2 separate regions of the Mus musculus genome follow, and region 2 is linked to region 1. Evidence: chromatin contacts called from public HiChIP or PLAC-seq data. All regions are on one chromosome and are shown on one strand. The core of a region is the stretch at or near the end of the contact, and the rest is flanking DNA. Distances in the headings are between cores, read along the strand shown.

Region 1 (7,007 bases), core at 1,933-4,432:
GTGGTAAATCTCCAACCTAAATATGCCCTGGCAATAAAAACACGACTAGGTTAATATAATTACATGCTGTGCGCCTAGATTGGGCAGGTCTACCACTGCACTACCATCTTCCATGAGACCCCTTAGAACTTGCGGTTTCTCCAGGCCATGTGCATCTGCTCTGCTTTTCTTCTTCCTACTCCTCCTCTGCGTCCTCTCCCTCTTCCATTTTCTCCTTCTTCTCTCTCCCTACCTTCCACTCCACCTTCCCTTTTATCCGCCCAATCATCAGCTCTCCTTTATTTTACAAATTAAGGTGGGAAGCAGGTTTACAGGATATCACCTGAGTGAACTCATTCCTTGTTCAAAACTCCTCACAGGAGATAGGAATTAGCATCAAATATAATTAGCCCCAGGGCTACCCACAACAATTTGCCTCTTGCTCTAGCAGAGCCATGGTTTTGCCAGCTGCAGATAGTTTCTGCCATTGTGTGACATTTGGAATTCTGGGTACTTTTCAGATGGTATCTAAATGCTAGGGTTGAGAGAGGTGGGGTGGGTGGTTATTGGTCATTCAGAGGGGTCAGTTGAAATTTGTTAGTAGTCATGCTGAAAGGGAAAAAAAAAACAAAGCAAAAGAGATAGATTTGGGGATCTCTCTCTCTCTCTTGCTCTCTATCTTCTCTAGCAATAGAGGTAAACCTGGGGAGATTAAAGGCGGCAAAAGGAAGAACCCACAGCGTAGCAGTGACCAGCTACAGGGGAAGTCTTCCTCCCCTAATTTCAGATTGGCCAATTGGAATAAAGGGAGGCTGATGGACCCCTAAATTTGGGGTAAACATGTCCTGATCTGATCTTGCATTTCTCCAGGATCGTAATTTGTCACACAGGTTCACAGGGATGGGGCAGAAAAAGCTGCCAGGCTTTTGTCTTCGGTCAGGAGGCTGAGGAAGAAGGCAGCTATGTTGGAAGTTCCACAGTCCTGTTCCTCTCCTATGTCTGCCTATCTGAGACTCTGTCTAACTTCTAGTCCCTCAGAGTTTCATAATCTAAAATCATTGAGACAGAAACAGCCTCAGGTTGTAGTTAATAAGAGTGTACCTTTACTCAGAGTTTCTTGCACCTGGAAATGATTTTTCTGTGTATTGAGAGAGAGCTTATACTTTAGGTTTTTTGTGTTTACAATCCTGTCCAGCACATTTTGATATTATCTGTCTATAAAGTGAACTTTTTGAACCAATGGCCTTATTTTGGGTTTTTCCTAGGAGCACTGCATAGGGAGCAAATTTATCAGTGGATTCCCACTCAAAAAAAAAAAAAAAAAAAAAGTCTTTTAACCATTAACCAAGCCAGGCGTGGTGGCATACGCCTTTAGTCCCAGCACTCGGGAGGCAGAGGCAGGCAGATTTCTGAGTTCGAGGCCAGCCTTGTCTACAAAGTGAGTTCCAGGGCTACACAGAGAAACCCTGTCCGAAAACAAAAACAAAACAAACAAACAAAAAAACAACAACAACAAAAAAACCCCAAAACTCTAATAATAAAGTTTTACATTTTTCTACTTGGCTGATGGGAACAGAAATGAGATATAAATTTAAACTGCAAATGATGAAGCACTTTCAATTCAGTAGAAATTATAAACCATAAGACTATAGTTACAACTCCCAGTAAACAGCCATCTTCTACATAATTTTAGGTATATTACTATCTTCATCTTGTTCCACAAAAAAAAAAAAAAAAAAAAAAAGCTTAAATTAATAGAAAAGGTACCTGGCAGTTCTGAAACCTTACATTTTTAAATTTTGAAACGTTTCAGTTAACTAAGGAGAGTAGGGAGCACATATAAAAGGAGTTGGATGTCCAACCAAGTTCTTAGTGGCAATTATTCTGACGAGAATGTCTAGCATAGGAAGGCAGCCTTGTGCTCTTCCCTTTATCCATCATATCTAGCAAGGGCCAGAAGCTTCTATGGTATGCACTGGCCATGATTGAGCAAGCCCACTGGGCCTGAGGTCAATTGTAGACTAAATTATCTGGGAATGGTCTCAAATTGGTAAGTGTAACGTGTTCTCTGTAATCAAAGAGGATGTAAAGGGTGGAGGGAGTTAAGAAACGTCATCATGAATCCTAACGTAATTTAATTCTGGTTATTTCTAATAGTCGAGGAGAACTAGTAGAATACCCAGTTTCTTTTGATTCCAAGGTTGACAATTTAAAAGCAATCTCAGCTGCTATATGATGTGCTGCTGGCAAAATCAACCCGAATTTTCCAGAAGCTTTTCCTACAAAGCATCACCAACCATGCTGAAAACATACTTTGTCTTCAGCTTTCTTCAAATATCTTCCACCGTCAGTCTCAATTCCAATCTCACAATAAAGGGGTTATCTGAAGTCTCCGTAGCCCTCAACTTCATACATGTGAGCACTTTTTGAGACTACACACATAAATACTCCATCGCACCACACATTAAGATGCATAAGGGAAACGTACTCCAACAGAGACAGATATTAATGACTATTTATTACCTATTTTTAAGGACGACATTTACAGTGTCCCAGGCTGATCTAGAACTGGGAACAATCCTCCTGCCTCAGCCTCTCAAATGGGGCCAGTACAAGTGTGAGCCACCACTCACGGCAATAGCAACTAAAATTATATTCACGGAGGAGTGTTCCTCACCTACAAATGCCCCAACTCCTCACCAGGCACCAGGAAAATATTGCCCTGTAAACGAATAGATTCTTCAAAAGGGAAAGTCGCCCTGAAGCGAAGGGCTGGTTGTATGTTTCCATCTAAAAAGCATCAACCTTCATTATCAGCCAGAGACGATGAGAGGAAAAGCATTGTAATGATGGTTTTAGCGTCTCATCTCACTGGCAATGGAGAACAGGGATAACCGCAAACGAATGCAGTTTGGGAGCTTGGAGGTTAGAAAGCTGGGACCACTCATCGCCTTCTGGAGAGCAACAGACAACACAAGACACCCTTCTTTTCCAGAGCCTAGCGGCGGCGGCAGCATCACCTACAACAGCTCCCGCGCCCGAGCCCAGACCCGCCCCTCCCTCAGCCTCTGGCCACTCTGAGAGCTGCGAGCAGTGATTGACAGAGAAACCGTCCCGTCGTTGCATAAATGCTCCACTCCGGAACCGGTGACCCCCCCCCCCCCCACGCTTCCGTCCGACGCTCTCCCAGCATCCATTGCGTTGCGTCCTGTTCCCTGCTGTCCCTCGTCCCGCAGCGCTGGGCCTCTGAGCCCGCGTTCCGGGCTCGGCGCTCCGGGCTGCCCAGGGCTGGGCCCGGGACGCGGCTGCCCGCCCGCCCGCCCGCCCGCCATGGCGCAGCTGGAGGGCTATTACTTCTCGGCCGCCTTGAGCTGCACCTTCCTGGTGTCCTGCCTGCTCTTCTCCGCCTTCAGCCGCGCTCTGCGGGAGCCGTACATGGACGAGATCTTCCACCTGCCGCAGGCGCAGCGGTACTGCGAGGGCCGCTTCTCCCTGTCGCAGGTTGGTCTCTGCTGGCCCTGCCCCCGGGACGGATCCTCCCAACCTGTGCCTTTCCTCTCCCCGTCAGCCCTCCCAGACTTAAACCGTGAAGGGAGCTGCCTAGTGACTGTACCTAGCCTCGAGATTATGGCATATTTGTTAGGTGAATGCATAAAGATGATAGCTCCTCTTGGCAGTTGACCGATTTGTCTAACTAAGCCCTAGCACTAGAGACATGCAGGTGCTCCCTTGAACATGCATTAAAAACTACCTAAAGCTTAACCTATGAGGTTTTCCACCCGGTATTTTGAACGCGGAGTGGAGGATCTTAGGGCCCCCCAAAAGTTGATAGTTTTATTCTAACTTCATTCTTGGTCGTAGAAACTTACTGTTGTCTGGATTAAATTGGCAACTAGTCAGATTGCATCATTTAAAAAAATACATATCTGACTACAGAAATATGCACAGTGCAAAGAATCTTAAGATCCACCAGAGTTCTCATTATTGTTTGCCTGGTAGTTTGTAAAATTGGGACCTGGACAATTTAGTCGCAGAATATGCATTTTCTAAAGAGCAAGCCTTAGGAAGTAGAAATGAATAACTTACTGTCTGTTGGTTGTTGTCACCTTAATAATGGCAGACAGATTTGAGACAGGGAGCAAAACGTTCTTAAAATGGGGCTGGGGTGGTAGCTCAGTGGTTGAGAGCTCTTGCTGTTGTCCTGGAGAAGGCTACCAGACTTCTTTCTACCACAGTGAGCTGCTCACAACCATCTGTGACTCTAGGTCCAGAGGATCCAGTGCCACCTTCTGGCTTCCTCGGGTACCTGCATGCAGATGTTGCAAATAAGTATACTCAGGTGCATGGCACACACACTACATCTTAAAAATAAAACTTAAGAGATGTCTAGTCTGCCAGGATTTATTAATTATGTCATAGACGATCCTCTCCAAGTTCTTCATTATTAGGACAAATGAAACTTGATTATTTATTTATTTATCTTTTTTTGGCATTTTATATCAATGGGATAACTCTTGCTGTGCTTGACTGGTGGTCTTTTCTTTCTAAGTGGGATCCTATGATCACTACATTACCTGGCCTGTATCTGGTGTCGGTCGGTGTGGTCAAACCTGCCAGCTGGCTCCTTGGATGGTCTGAGCATGTGATCTGCTCCATTGGGGTGCTCAGATTTGTCAATCTTCTCTTCAGCGTTGGCAACTTCTACTTGCTGTATTTGCTCTTCAGGAAGGTGCAACCCAGAAACAAGGTATGTGCAGGATACAGTTACAACAAGTTTCCGTGCACTAAAGTCCACAGTGAGGAATTGGCTTTATAAGTTACGGAAGAAAATGTCTACCAGTTAGAGTGTTGGTGTCTGTTTTTCAAACCTAAGTGGAAATTCTCTACTCATGTTTAGAAGATACTTGCATTTAAATTCTGGAATAACTGTATTTGAAAATCTAAAGTAGATGTTTGTTAGTGAACAAAACCAGTTTAATAGTTCCATGTTTTCTTTGGGAACTTAGGTCTTCTTTTGTGGAAATGAGTTTAAGTTGAGGAGTTTTGGTGTGATTTCATAATTCAAGTCTTGGAAGTAGATTGCCTGGGTTTAAATTTAATCCTGGCCACAGCTTCTATTAACTTGAGCAGATTTACCTCCTTTGTGATTTTAATAATAATAAATTTGTCTCATTGAATTTGTATTAAGAGTAAAGGAACTTAATAAATGGAAGGTGCTTAGGCTAGTACCTACTGCAAGACTTCAATAAATGTCAGCTATGGCAACAATGTTTATAAGGTCTTATGAATTATGAAGAGGAGGTAGGTATAAAGTACTGTGAGGATTCACCCGATACATGACAGGAGCAGAGAAATACTGTCTCAGCCTGATGGAGTGATGGGAGATAGGAAGGCACAAGGGTTTCGGGAGCAACAAGAAGCAATGTATATGCTAAGTTTATAAGCTGTTGTGGAGCGCCACTTTTGTGTGGTTGATTGATTGATTGAGACAGGGTCTCACTATATAACGCTGGTTGACCTCAAACTCTGTGTACAGTTTTGGTTGGCTAGAACTCACAGAGATCCAGCTGTCTGTGCTTTCCAAGTGCTGAGATTAAAGGCATGCATCACCACACCTGGCCTGAGGAGGACTTTAATCAAAGAGATTCCATACACTTAACTAAAATTGTTAGAAAAGGAAAAAGAAGACATTTGAGTTCAGAGTAGGCCTGCATGCTTTCTAAAAGGAAAAATCCTTGTAATTTTGTCATACAAAAAGTAGGATCATGGGGCAGGGTATTTAGTACGATTTGCACATTTCTGTTGTCTCCAGTGTAGAGATTTGAAGGGCTGTCTTCAAAGGGTGGTGAGGATGGCTAAGACGTAAGTTCAGGGTGATGCAGCTGGCCACGTCTTTTCTGTGCTCTAGTCTCTGTATTCCTCATGTGCCTTAGTCCAGTGTCTTAGATCCAGTGACCACTAAATGATTTCTTCTGTGATTCTTAAGATTTTAAGCTATTAAGAGCTGCACCTCATTAGTATTTTATCAGTTTCCAAGATGATTAATATAATTAACAATTACCAGAAGTGTTCTTAAACATGGTGTTGCAAAGCCAGAAATACAATTCATTTAAATTAAACTTCAGTGAATATTTAAATAAATCTCTTTATTAATTCAGCAAGAAAATGTCATATTTATTTTATCCTAAAAATAGTACTTTTTCTTTTTCCTTCAAGGCTTCTTCAAGTATCCAGAGAATCTTGTCAACATTAACCCTAGCAGTGTTTCCAACCCTCTATTTTTTTAACTTCCTTTACTATACAGAAGCTGGGTCTGTATTCTTCACTCTTTTTGCTTATTTGATGTGTCTTTATGGCAACCATAGGACCTCGGCCTTGCTTGGATTTTGTGGTTTCATGTTTCGTCAGACCAACATCATCTGGGCGGCCTTCTGTGCAGGACACCTCATTGCACAGAAGTGCAGTGAAGCCTGGAAGATTGAGCTGCAGAAGAAGAAGGAGGAGAGGCTTGCGCCCACGAAGGGACCGCTCTCGGAGCTCAGAAGAGTGCTGCAGTTTCTGCTGGTGTACGCCATGTCCCTAAAGAACCTGAGAATGCTCTTCCTGTTGACCTGGCCCTACGTGCTTCTGCTGTTGGCGTTCTTTGCCTTTGTGGTAGTTAATGGTGGCATTGTTGTTGGTGACCGGAGTAGTCACGAGGCCTGTCTCCATTTTCCTCAGTTGTTCTATTTCTTCTCCTTTACTGCCTTTTTCTCCTTCCCTCACCTACTTTCTCTGACCAAAGTCAAGACTTTCCTTAGCTTAGTTTGGAAGCGTAGAGTCCAGTTCTCTGTGGTTACGTTAGTCTCGATACTTTTGGTTTGGAAATTCACTTATGTCCATAAGTATTTACTGGCAGACAATAGGCATTACACATTTTATGTGTGGAAAAGAGTATTTCAGAGACATGAAGTTGTCAAATATTTATTAGTTCCAGCCTACATTTTTGCTGGTTGGGCTATAGCTGACTCTTTAAAGGCTAAGTCAAT
Region 2 (7,007 bases), core at 2,136-4,635, 210 kb after region 1:
CACTCTCAGCTACATCTTGTCACTCATAGAGTAGCCACCCAGGACAGTCTTAGGGAATCAATCAAGCCTTAGTGAATAAGACTCCTTCCTTCTTACTATGCTGTTTTATGGAGCAGTTCCAAGGCCTCTTCCAAGGACCACACCCAATCCTCAAAGTGGGGGTTGTTTGGAAGTGAGAAAAGCCCCCTTTCTATGATAAGGGAAGGACAGTACCTATCTAAGGACATCAAATTAAGGTCAAACCTAAGAAAAAGCAAATGTACCAGGTTTTATTTATGGACAATTGCAGATGAAAAGGGTCTTGTGGGTATGTAAGCAAAACAATCCTACATGTGACAGGGAACAAAATTCTTTTTCTTTGGGACAGTGGGGATAATTTTTCAGCACTTACCACCTTCCCTAGTTTGACTTTTCAGTCCCTGGTTTTCCTTTCTGGTGTTGATAGCAAACCAAACTAGACTCATTTATATCCTTTTCAATGTGTATGGTTGACAAGTATCATTTCATTTCTTGCTCTACCTAGTTTCCACATTCTGCTTCTATGCAGCGATATCATGTCTAAACTGCAGACCCATTTAATATTTTTGAGACCTCAGAGACTTTAAAGGCATGCTTAACACCAAGACCTCTGTCACATTATGACTCAGAGATATCTGGAACCTCAAAGATCTCTGGAATAGACCTTGAATCACCTTACAAGTGTCTCCTGGGGTACAGGGCTGCTGTTTCTAGGTGCACACCAGAAGCTTCTCCTATCACGATTCCACTAAGGACCCAAACAATGTTGCCTGAAGGCTCTATATCCTTTGAAACTCAAGGTATTCAGAAACTACAAACTTTCTTTGTTAAGTTTCTGGATACTAGGAAGGGTTTGGTGCATCACATTAGTGGAGTCACTGTGTCACAGGCTTGGGGTAGATGCATCCCTTGTCAAGTAGCAGAGAGCAATGGATGTCAGTTTTCTTTTTCATGCAATATTGAAGCCCGGCCCAGAGAGTGTTGGTACCCACAGTAGCTCACTCCTTTCAGATAATGCAGTCAAGATACTCTACTCAGCGTTGCCTGGAGACCTATCTCCAGGGTCATTAGAGATCTCATAGAGCTGCCAATTTACATTAAGTATCACAAGTCTACCTCTTGTCAAGCATACCATTTTGAATCATAACCTTCCAACCTTTGTCAACTAGAGTCATTTTGGAATAGAGAACCTCCATTGAGGAAATCCCCTCACTAGACTGGCTCGTGGGCAAGCCTGTGGTACACTTTCCTAGTGGTAATTGATGTGGGAGGTTAACAGCCCATTGCGGGTGATAGCACTGCTGGAATGGTTGACCTGGGCGCTATTAGAAAGCATGATGAGCAAGTCGTGATGGAGCAAGCCAGTAAGCAGTGTTCCATAGCTTCTGCATCAGCTTTATCCTCCAGGTTCCTGTCCTCTATTAGTTTCTGTTCTGACTTCCCTCAGCGTTGGACCATGCCTTGTATGGATTTACAAATGAAATTAAACCCTCCTGACTTGCTTTTTGTCACAATGTTTTATTACACTACTGGAACCCCAAGACAACAGCTGTGCACCACCACATCTGGTATGTTCAGTGCTGTAGACTGCACTGGGTACCTTGTGCCTGTTAGGTAAGTACTTAACCAAACTGAGGCACATTCAAACCACTCAACTCTGTTGGGAAAAAGAAAATGCCATTATTATGTCTATTTGGATGAGGGAGTTGTGTGGATCTTCCTCAGACCTCATGATTTCCTGAAGTGAATGCCAGGGAGGATCTGATATAGCCGCCAGAAAGTTCTCCTTAAATACAGATCTTTCCACTCTGTTTCTCTATCATGCTAGCTTCAGCCTCCTTCATTTCCCACAGCTTGTGGAATTTACCTGGCTCAATTGGTTTTTCTCACCTTGCAACTTATCAGGAAATGCTTTCTCAAACCTGTTTGCTAAATTTGCCCTTGAGACTGTTAGATAAACTAATTCCTCAGAATCCTCTGTAAGGTGGCTGTGTCAGACTTTATAGAAACTAACCAAAGGGTCTTTGTTTTGCTTTGTTTTTTTTAATTTAATTAACAAAAATTATATATATTCATGGAGTATAATATAATTTTGATGCATATGATATGTGTAGATTATTGAATGCCAAATAAAAATAATTACAGTACTTTGTGTGAATGTTGGTTAAACATTTAAAACATACCTTCTGCAATTGTTAAATATATTGTTATTAACTAGAGTCATTGTAGCATAATTAGTTAAGTTGAACTTATTCCTCTTAACCAATCCTGTCTTTTGCCCAAGAAATTTATTCTAAATGCATAGAAGACAATTTTAAATATGTGATTCCCTCATATAAACTTATTTTCCTAGAGGTAGTTTTTAAAGTAGTACATTCTATATAGGAGGTAGGGAAGAAAGTGAGGGAAAATAAGCAAATGGAAAAACAAAACAAAAACCAAAAATAACTCAGAGTTTAAAGAGAAAAAACTCCCCAGTGAGTCTGACAGAGAATAAAGCATATGCAGGAAACAGACAAACACACACACACACACAAATTAAAAAATACAAAAGTAACATATCCTATGCATAAGATTCCTGTGACCCTGGGATGCAAATCCCTAATCCTTTGTAAGCCATTGTCTTTGAACCTTTGATCATTCTCTATGTCCAGTCCTTGTCCACCCTTCAAAATGCTTTGCTTTCTTAGTAAACTTTGCTGTTAGTCATGTGTGTCTATCCAAAACCTCCTTCAGGGTCATGAGATCTTGGAAATCCCAGCAGATACTTAACCATATTCCTTGTTTACTCAAATCAATCTCCTTGACCTATGTTGAGTTGTTCATAGGTTTTTACATCATTTTGGTTTTGTCCATTTTGCTTTTATTTCCACTTTCCCCTCATTTTTATTTCTCAAGAGATCTGAATTTGAATAATAGCTTTACTCCCCACTCAGCTCCAGGAGAGCAGGCAATGCATGCATCTCTTAGAGTCTTAGTTGTCGCCTATGTAAAATGGCAGAAATAGGTTCTACCTTGAGGGTTATTATTTTGTTTTTAAGTTTACTTTGATTTTTATTTTGGGAGTTGGAGTTTTGGGGGAGGAGAAAAATAAAGTTGGTTGGATAGGGAAGTAGGGGAGATCTGGGGGGAACTAGTGTAATATCCAAAATAAGCTCAAGACCACTTAGCCCCTTCCCCTCTGAAGGAACTTTCAGAAACATAGTGGTCCAAATGACTGAGTCTACAGCTGCCAAAACAAAATGAGCTGTTCTCAGAAAAATAACCATAACAAGATAGCAGTTCCCAGAGAAATTCCCCTGCCCTCCGCTCCACAGTTAATTCTAAGAAAGACCACAAACCGTCCTGACATTGCTAGAATTCCCTGTGATGTTAATAGCTAAAAATCTGACCAAATCATAATAACCTACCATGGGAGCAGGCAAAGTGAGTCACTAGGCCAAAGGGTTACTTAGTCACTATGCAAACCAACAAACGCCTGAAAGGGTTACTTGCTACACCAATGAGAACCCTGTTGCCTAAATCTTCCCCTTACAAGGTATAAAAACTGTGTTCTTTCTTTGTTCTGGGTCTCTCCTCTGTCATGCATGCTGAGAGGGGGGTCCCCAACATGTTGGATCAATAAAAAAAAAAATCCTCTTGTGGTTTGCAGTGATGGCAGTATCTGTGGTCTTTGTGAGTGAGGGTCTCTTTTGATGAACTCTAACACTAGGAAAAGGGAAATAATTTTATCAAATATATTATCCTAAAAGTATAAATGAAATGAAGAATACAATTTTAAAAACAAACATATGATAATCCTCATATTGGTAGGAAAAGTCAACTTATACTAGTGCTTCTAAGAGTTCATTTAGTGGCTTGAGTTTCAATTTTGACTAAATTTCATATTCTTTAACTGCTTTTCATCTTTAGGGTTCCTTAACAGTTTTGATATGGAAATTGACATGATAGTAATTCTGTGTTTGTAGACATGATCCCATTTCATATCTCCCTCTGCTTTTGCTTCACAGGTGTTAGGTGGGGAAACCTGCCAATCTCTAACATGAAGACTTTGATGACGCTTTTGATAGAAAATTAGGTAACTTTTCTCTGGATATTTTGTAGAGAATATAGAATCTATCTGGGAACTTCTTTTCCACAAAACAGCATTAGAATATAAATAACTACTAGTTCTAATACAGAAAATTTCCTTTTTATTTCTTTCTTTGAAGTTTAACTGGTAGTTTTGTCTTCCCTAATAAAAAGCCCTGATACAAAGGATGTTTCAGAATTCTGGTGTCCAGCTCTGATTTCTTCATTATTCCATGAGCTTTTTGTGGAAAGTAAAAAAATGTCTGGCTTGCTACCCACATTCCTTTACCCATTTCTGACTAATATATCAGTCTATGTGTGTCTATTATTTGAATTGCGACTCCCACTGAGACTGTTTTAAAAGCCTCATTCCACACAAATACAAGAAGTTGAAAAGTTCATGGTGAGTCAGTGCTCATCTTCTCAGTGCAGAGATGAACCCACAACTTCCAAGGCAGGCCCAATCTCGACCTTGCAGACATGATCTCATCTACAAAGCTCATTCCAAAGAAACAGGTTGTCCAGTTACAAAAAATGCAGACAGAGAAAAGGAGAAAGAACCAATGATGTTTTAAGTAATTTTATGAGTGTTGAGTTGGGTGACATTCAGAGTTGGATAGGGGTGCTGGTGGATCACAAGCTGAATATTAGACATGCCCAGAATTTCTTGCTTCTTATCACAGAGCTCCCCAGAACCACACATAGTCTAAATGCCTATATTGTCATGTGTTAGGCCACCTTTGTTTTTTCCACAAGCTGTCTTAGAGTGATGAAAAGAAACTGTCGTAAAATGTGTAATTCTATGCCCGTTGAATTAAACTAATAAGGAATTAATTACTCACCACTGCCTAATTAATTTTTATGGTTTGACCTTTGTTATTGTCTGACAAAAAGAACTTGAGGTGTGGGTACAGCCCTGGGGACATTTTTACTCATATTTGAAGTTTGGAGTTGAGCAGTTGAGCAGAGAATTCTACCTCACAGTAGGTTTTATGTGAACACAAATCAGAGCATACTAGTGCCTACCAAATTAAATAACTATTTTCTTTACTTTAATTAGCAACATAACATGCTTCATTATGACTTTTTTTTTAACATACCTGATTTTGGTTTATTCTGTCCATGGATACCCACTCCTCTTTCATGCCTCTTTGCTTCCTTCCTGGGTTTGTACACTTCCACCTGCCAATACTCCCCACACCAGCATTAACACCTTACATGTATTACAGTACTTGCCTGCATTTCTTTTCTAAAGCCTCTTTTTATTCTCTTATGATCAAAGGTATAGTTTCCTAGTCTATTTCTAATTTGGCTCCACATAAATAAACATACATACAAATGGGAAACAATGCTCTAAGCTGCCTTCAGAGGTGCTTCTTATTGTAGCAGTGAGCAGTGAATGCTGAGACTCATAACTGACCAGTGTTAAGAAGGATGGTGGGTTGCTCAGCAGGGTGCCATCTACATCACCCCTTCCAAGACTCAGGAAACATTATGGCAGAGGGAGCAGAGAGCACAGAAGAGGCCACAGAAGGGAGGTGTGTTACCAAAGGCATCTTCCAGACAAGACAAGGACACCTGTACTCATGAAGTCATAGCAGCTGTGATTTTTCTAAACAAGATCTGCACAGTGCTATCAAGGAAAGGGGAAGGGCTTAGAGGCTCCCATTCCTTGCTCCCTGCTGCATTTGGATGTGGTTTCTTTTTAATTTTATACATCCTTTTAAAATTTATTTTTATTATTTTACAATCCAATCGCTGCCCCAACCCTGGCCCTCCTCTCACAGAGTCCCTCCCCACATTCCCCTTCCCTTCTCCTCTGAGAAGGTGGGGCCTCCCTTGGGTATCCCCAACCTTGGCACAAGACTCTTCAGAGTTAAGCACATCCTCTCCCACTGAGGCCAGACAGGGCAGTCCTGTTGGGGAGTAGATACTATTGTCAGACTACAGTTTTAAGGACAGCCCTTGTTCCAGTTGTTGTGGGAGCCACAAGGAAACTGAGTTGCATATCTGCTACACATGTGCCGGGAGTGTCCGTCCAGCCTGTGTATGCTCTTCAGTTTGTGGCTTTCTCTGAGAGCCCCAAGGGTACAGGTTAGTTAACTCTGTTGGTCTTCTTGTGGAGTTCCTGTCCCCCTCAGGGACTTCAATCCTTCCCCCAACTCTTCCATAAGAGTCCCTGACCTCTGTCTAATATTTGGCTGTGGGTCTCTGCATCTGTCTCTACTGCTGGGTGGAGCCTCTAACATGACAGTTATGTTAGGCTTCTGTCTACAAGTATAATAGGATATCACTAATAGTTTCAGGGACTGGTGCTCAGCCATGGGATGGGTCTCTAGTTGAGTCAGTTATTGGTTAGACATCCTTGTGTGCTTCAGATTATTCTTCATTCTTTTTGTTATCATTCTAATTCTTTCGGTGAGAATAGCGCCCTAGCTAGCTTCTATTGCTGTGATAAAGCTCATGATCCTAAGCAACCCTGGAAGGAAATGCCTCATTCAGCTTAGAGGTTACAGTCTAAACATGCACCATGGAGACATGCACCATGGATGTCTCTCTCTGCTTCTGCCCTTTCACTTTTAATGGATGGCTTCCCCAGTAAGGCATTTGCAAACCAATTCCTCTTTTCACCTGCTTACACAGGTTGGTTGTACTGAGAGTGGTCAAAGAAATCAGAGTCACTTGCTATTTAAGGACTGGCTTTCTTCCACTTGGTGCTCAGAGGAAGTTGTTCTGTTTTCATAAATTGAATGTGGCTAATTCTTGGCTCTGGGCTACAATCTTATTGTTGTGACTCTTTAACGCAGTCCCTCATTTTTTTGGTGACCCCAGCCATAAAATTATTTTTGTGACTACTTCATAGCTGTAACTTTGTTACTGTTATGAATTGTAGTGTAAACGTTTTTGTTTTCCAATGG

The links. HiChIP or PLAC-seq counts read pairs in DNA pulled down with a chosen protein or histone mark.
Region 2: a contact with region 1 is called in a CTCF HiChIP or PLAC-seq map of the NIH/3T3 cell line, with 7 read pairs. The contact joins the enhancer-like site here to the promoter of Alg10b in region 1. A contact is called at or near these places in 2 of 39 promoter capture datasets (cranial neural crest and liver), 1 of 15 datasets of contacts at CTCF or cohesin (the NIH/3T3 cell line) and 1 of 9 other capture datasets (embryonic stem cells).

Annotation. Positions count from the first base shown.
Region 1 is chr15:90,221,129-90,228,135 of GRCm38.p6, forward strand. Alg10b (asparagine-linked glycosylation 10B (alpha-1,2-glucosyltransferase)) reads left to right here and starts at 3,183. Exons shown (of 3, transcript NM_001033441.3): 1 at 3,183-3,480; 2 at 4,529-4,726; 3 at 6,196-7,007. The coding sequence starts at 3,310. It overlaps Mir7648 (microRNA 7648), which reads left to right and starts at 3,232; the gene lies at 3,232-3,284.
Region 2 is chr15:90,427,851-90,434,857 of GRCm38.p6, forward strand. No RefSeq gene overlaps it. Among named protein-coding and RNA genes, the nearest start is that of Gm36480, 78 kb to the left of the region's middle. Within about 2 kb of position 3,386, at least 29 of the 459 cell types and tissues checked have an H3K27ac peak or open chromatin away from gene starts, as enhancers often do. A contact at or near this core is called in the NIH/3T3 cell line, where this site is marked.